Linked DNA regions of Zea mays: region 2 is linked to region 1. Evidence: chromatin contacts called from public Hi-C data. All regions are on one chromosome and are shown on one strand. Each heading gives the region's core, a stretch centred on a gene start, on an enhancer-like site or on the middle of the called end of the contact. The rest is flanking DNA. Distances are from core to core; before and after follow the strand shown. Region 1 holds the start of LOC100281588 (purple acid phosphatase). Region 2 holds the start of LOC100383433 (Phox (PX) domain-containing protein).

What was found. A called contact is a pair of places that touch in the nucleus more often than the background predicts.
Region 2: a contact with region 1 is called in a Hi-C map of endosperm, with 3 times the contacts expected there. The contact joins the promoter of LOC100383433 here to the promoter of LOC100281588 in region 1. A contact is called at or near these places in 5 of 25 Hi-C or Micro-C datasets (bundle sheath, ear, endosperm and 2 more).

Annotation. Positions count from the first base shown.
Region 1 is chr9:99,579,144-99,581,858 of Zm-B73-REFERENCE-NAM-5.0, reverse strand. LOC100281588 (purple acid phosphatase) reads right to left here and starts at 1,346. Exons shown (of 10, transcript NM_001154507.3): 1 at 1,177-1,346. LOC100277198 (ER membrane protein complex subunit 7-like protein) reads left to right here and starts at 1,659. Exons shown (of 7, transcript NM_001407177.1): 1 at 1,659-1,881; 2 at 1,984-2,027. The coding sequence starts at 1,784.
Region 2 is chr9:100,100,202-100,102,963 of Zm-B73-REFERENCE-NAM-5.0, reverse strand. LOC100383433 (Phox (PX) domain-containing protein) reads right to left here and starts at 1,388. Exons shown (of 10, transcript NM_001176083.1): 1 at 1,051-1,388; 2 at 1-55. The coding sequence starts at 1,170.

The DNA of each region.
Region 1 (2,715 bases), core at 97-2,596:
ATAGCAACTAAAGTTATTAAATTGTGTAAGAACAGCAGAACATATAGATCTGATTAGTTCGATTCTTTGGTATTAACACGATTAGCCTAAGAATCTAATATCATCACTGCGGTCTTAAATACAATGTCAGAATATGGCTAAAGAAACATTAACGTTGCCTTATTATCGTGATATTGCCAAACCATGACACATCGCCCTTAAATGCAAATATGATTACTCATTTATTACATAGTAAAAGTAGCTGGCAAGTCTTTTGCAGAAACCAATGAAGGAAGAATCTTTTAGAATATCTCATAGAAAAGGAAAACATCCAATTTTCCAGCTATTAGTCTGGTGGACCCTACCCATGACAATATAGATCATAACCATTCGAGGTTACTAGGAACCTATTGTAGTCCAACTAAAAAAGGATAGAAAGAATCTTGAATCATAGAAACAACCATCTTAAGTAAATCTACAGCGCGTACTCTAGTGTGAAAAAAAAACCGAATAGGAGAACACGGCCAAACTACATATTTATTGGCCGTAGAGCTGTCATTCAAGAAATAGTAAGAGCAAACAAATAGAAGAAAGAACATACGGAGCAGCACAAGTGTGCAGATGAGGAAGGACAAACGAAGACAAATAAGTCTCAGGCACCTGATAACATGCACTTCAATTCCAACGACAGTACCTCTTTCTCTTTACTTGGTTTTTTCTTGATGCGCTAAAGGTGAGCAGAAACTAGGAACTATTCTAACAACTGAATTCATTTCTGCTTGGGATTTCATACTCACCATCCATTTAACAAGAGTAGTAATTCTGAGTGATTTTTTCTTAACACATCAGTAGGCTCAGGACACATAACCTTTGCAAAAAGTGTTTGATTTTGTTTATAATAAGTTCTGCACGAACAACAGTTCGCACGAGTTTCGTTGTATCCCCGATTTATTGGGCACCAAGAACTCAAGAAGTAGTGTGGTGCCAGCCAACTAGTGTCGATCTTGAGCCTGATGAAGAAGCAAAGAAACCTAGCCAAAATATGGATAAATGGATTTGGACTAACAGGGCACCACGCAGTACACCAGTACACAACACACCGAACCAACGTAGAGACAGAGACAGAGACAGACAAGATTTGGATCTGCTAGCAAGCGAGACAACTCTTCAGAGAAACGGAGGCCGTCCTAGGATTACCTGCCAACGAAAGAGGAGACCAATTGGCGCCCGGGTGGACCTCCGCACCACGGGGAGATGAGCAATGGCGGCAGTGCACCCTGGAACGGCAGGCGGAGGAGCCTTTCGGCGGGCTCGTGGTCGGCGGTGCTGCCGCAATCACAATCAGACAATCAGTCAGTTTGGCGAGCAAAGCCGTGACGGAACGGCAAATATAAGAGCCCAGCCCACTCATTTGCGACGCCAGCCTGGACCGGGAATCCGGGATGAGTCACATAACTGACAAACGGGTCCCACCTGCGACTGCGACACTCATTAAGGTTGGTTGGCGGCGGGCCCGCCGCCGTCTCTCTCTCCTCTCGTCACCTGACAGATTCCACGGTTTTCTGGGCCGGATCTGATCATCAGGATAGGATAGATCACTAGCCTAGCCCAACTAGACCCAATAGAGCCCATTGCGTTTGAGCCAAAATAAGAGCTCGACCGAAGCCCACTATGAGAATAAACCGAACCGAAGTGCAACCATCCGTCACATCACAAACCGAAAAAGGCCGCGACGAGCCGACCAGCTCTACTGCCCCCTTCCGGCCTTCGGCGACCGTGACGAGCAACGACGACCACGGCGACGATGGCCGCTTCCTCCCTCTGCCACGGGCACTTGCTCCTGTTTCTCCTCGTGTCCGTCACATCGGCCTGCCTCGGTACCGCGGCAGCGCATCAAGCCGGGTAGGTGTCCCTGTCCTTCACCTACGCTCGTTCCGTGATCCGATCGGCCGGATGCTTTGCTGACCGCTCTCCCGATTTGGCGCTTGTCGTTGGTGGCTCTAGGTCTGGAGAGGGTTACACGATCGCCGGCCGCGTCAAGATCGATGGTAAGTGATCCAGCTCCCACTGCCTAGGTTTGCATCGTTTAGGGATTGTATAAGTGTCACTCAGTTCTAAATTAGTTGCTCCTGATGTTGCTCTGGGGTATATCTTTTGCAAGTTTCGATTTAGTGCTCTTTTTGGTTGCTGGATATGCCTGTATTTTGTGTGGATTTCAAACAATTCATTCATGTAACTAAAGCTGCCTATTGAAGCAGTTTTGATTGCTAGGAAATTAGAGGTATGCAAGCATTTACTGAATGTTGAACTGACGCAAATTGATGAGAGCCCGGCTGCTTGTTGGTTTTAGGATCATCCATGGTAAATGATTTTGTGAAGTTTTAACTAAACTTATAGCTTGCAAACTTAAGTACAGCCCTGAATTGTGCAAGTGTGTGTGTGCTTTTCCTGTTCTCTGGTGTTTAATGCAAACTAAAATGAATCAGCAGCTGTGTTCTGTCCGAAAAAAGGGGAGTATACAGATGTAGAAATTCTGTTGTTGATATTTTGATTTCTGCTAATGTCAGTGTAGTAACCTAATGAATTTGCAAGAAGATCTTTCTTTTATGATAGAATGATGCCATGCCAGCATGGTTTGTGATAAGGTGCGTGCAATTGGAGGGGCTCTGATATGTTTTTGTCTGGCTTCTGTCTCTCCACACCACTAAACTAGTTTTCTTGATTTGTGGATATCCG
Region 2 (2,762 bases), core at 139-2,638, 520 kb before region 1:
CACAGTAACTCCAACCTGTTTGAGGGTTGTGTGGCCATATGGTGTTCCTTCCCTCCTGTATGCAGTCAATAAGCAATGAGCCTGTGAGATGTATTGACCAATGGATAGTTTCAGAGTTGTGTGGAAACAAATACTACAGTGAGTAGATGAAATGTTTCTTGTTAGAACACGGGCAGCTTTTCATGGAAATTCTGCCACATATGCATGCATCAGTGAATTTTGCCCAATAGGCATGCAGAATTATTTCAGGCAGAAGTAGTGACCATTGGGACAGCATTGGAAGAAATTAAAATGATAACACGAAAAGGATCAAAACATCAAGCAGCTAAATTACAACTGGCACCTATATTCCAGGTAAGCAAAGCTACACTCAAGACTCCACAGAAGAGAAGACACAAGACACCTACTTATTAACAAGGCAATCAATATTTTGAAGCTGGGTACATCTGATTTTTTTCAAGACCACTCAGCAGAAGTACACCATGAAACTCATAATCAACTCCTTGCAAGAGAAACATAATACAAAATCCTAGTAAAGTGAACAAGAAAAATGGAATCGACTCATCCAATCCCACTGTGTAAACTAACGTGTCAAGTCCCTATTCTACTGTTTGCCAGTTAAACAGGAGAAATCTAACACCCTAATCGAAGGAAAGCTCTAAGTTACTGAATCAGCAACCATGCACAACGGGTCGCTCTACTTTGGCGAATTTTACTGCAGATCCTAACGCACACATTTGATACCTGGACCCAATACTAGCACGCGCTACTCAGCTGCAGCAAAATCCAGGTCGAAAACGCCTGCCCACGATCGACAACCCCCAATACACTAAAACACATCTACGTCCCCAGAACGGACTGAACCAGCATCAAATCTAGCCCTTGAGGTGGGATCGCCGGTCTCCCCAGCAGGTAGCAACGTAGCTGGCGGGGCACGCATCTGCCTCCGAGATCATAGCGGTGCATGGATCAAGACGAGCCGGACGGTGCACCTCGACGGGGTTGGGTAGTAGAGATGCGAGAGGGGGGTCGCGGGCGGCGGGCGCTTACCCATCTCTTCGGGGGAGGGCTCCAGTCCATGCCGAGAGGCAGCGGCGAGGTACCGTCGTGGCGGTGCTTCGGAGGGCTCGGCGCCTTCCTGCGCGATCCCGCCGCCGCCGACGTTGCCATCGCCGCCGGTCCGACGTCACCCGCGGGGCACGGTGGTGGTGGGATCGGGGCGGACGAATCTGCCAAGGCGTCGCGCCGACGATTCTAGTCTCCCTACTACTGGGCTGGAAATTAGAGGGAAGCGAGGGGAGCTGAGGCGGACGCGGTGGCGGTCGGGCGGACGCTCCCGCGGTCGCATCAAACTGTCAACGCCAGGCAAGGCAGCGACCGCCCTTGGCCGTCCCCTGCCACGGTTGGTTCCGCCGCGGTGGTGCAGAAATTTGGATTTTCTTCTACAAGGCGCTTCGCATTTTGAGAGATTCTGATATTTGTCATCAGCAACAAACAGGTTTGTAAAATTGCCATCAGATCCACATTTCATAGACACAGCTGGACCCACAATTCATAGACACAGTGGTAATTATAACAAGAAGACAACGTTGTGAGTGGCAAAAATCCAATTATATTCTATTGGTATACTAACTTCGTAGAAATAGAATTCAAAATATATTCTATTTTTCTATATACTCATTCCGTTATTTTTTACCGTGGGCTGAGAGCACGCGTCCACGGTGGTCTACACCGCCTCCGCTCCGGTATGTGCGATTCCTGCACTCTTTGCTCTCCCTCCCTCCTCGCTCCGCTACATCCCCCACAGTCCACACCACTCGTCTCTCCTCTGGCTAAGTTCTTATCTCTACTAACTATTAAGAGCTTAATGTAGACCACATCCGTGCCCCCGCTCCATCCTCTACATGCATGCATGCAATCCTCTGCGTTCCCGTGCGTGGCCACGCATGCAACCGGCCTCAGTCTGCATGCAATCCTCTGCTGGCGTCTGCGGCGTCCCCGTGCGTGGCCACACATGCAGCCGGTCCCAGTCTGCATGCAACCACTAAACCCACACACGAATCACGCATGCAAGTATGCAACTAAATTGGTGCATGCAACCATGCATGCAAACGCCTTCGCTCCATGCAAAGCTTGCATGTGCACAGTCGTGCAAGTATGTAAATGTGAATGTCATTTGAATCATGGTTGTTTGCTTTAAACTCACATCTGTCTAGCCAACATGACACACACATTTTTCGTTTTATAATTTATAATCAAGTATAATATAGAGTTTTATAAAAAAATAGGGGAAAATTAAAACCGGGTCGTGTTCCGGCCAACCATGATACTTTTTACGTGAGTTTGCTACCTCGATGCGCTGTATGATTTTCTTTGCGTTTAATATCAATTATAACTATGATAACTAATTTTTATTCGTTTTGTACCAAAAATATAGATTGGTCAAGTCGTTTAGTAAAACAACATATCATACATACTTGCAAATTGTTTTCACGTCATAATGAAATATATATCCATATGCAAATTAGCAAGTCAATTTTTAGAATAGTTCATAGCCATCGGTTCAGAACTTTATGCGAAAGAATGTTGGCTCTATGTCTGCTTATACGAAAGAATATTGTCTCTTCCCTTTCCTATAGGAGGGTGAAATAAGTTTTACTAGCAGCGTCGTACCGGAGGTGCCAGTAGCCTCAGTGTGCCAGTCGCTTCTCAAGATGGCCTCACTGGCAGCAAAATATTCTCTGATGAGTTGACTCGCATGC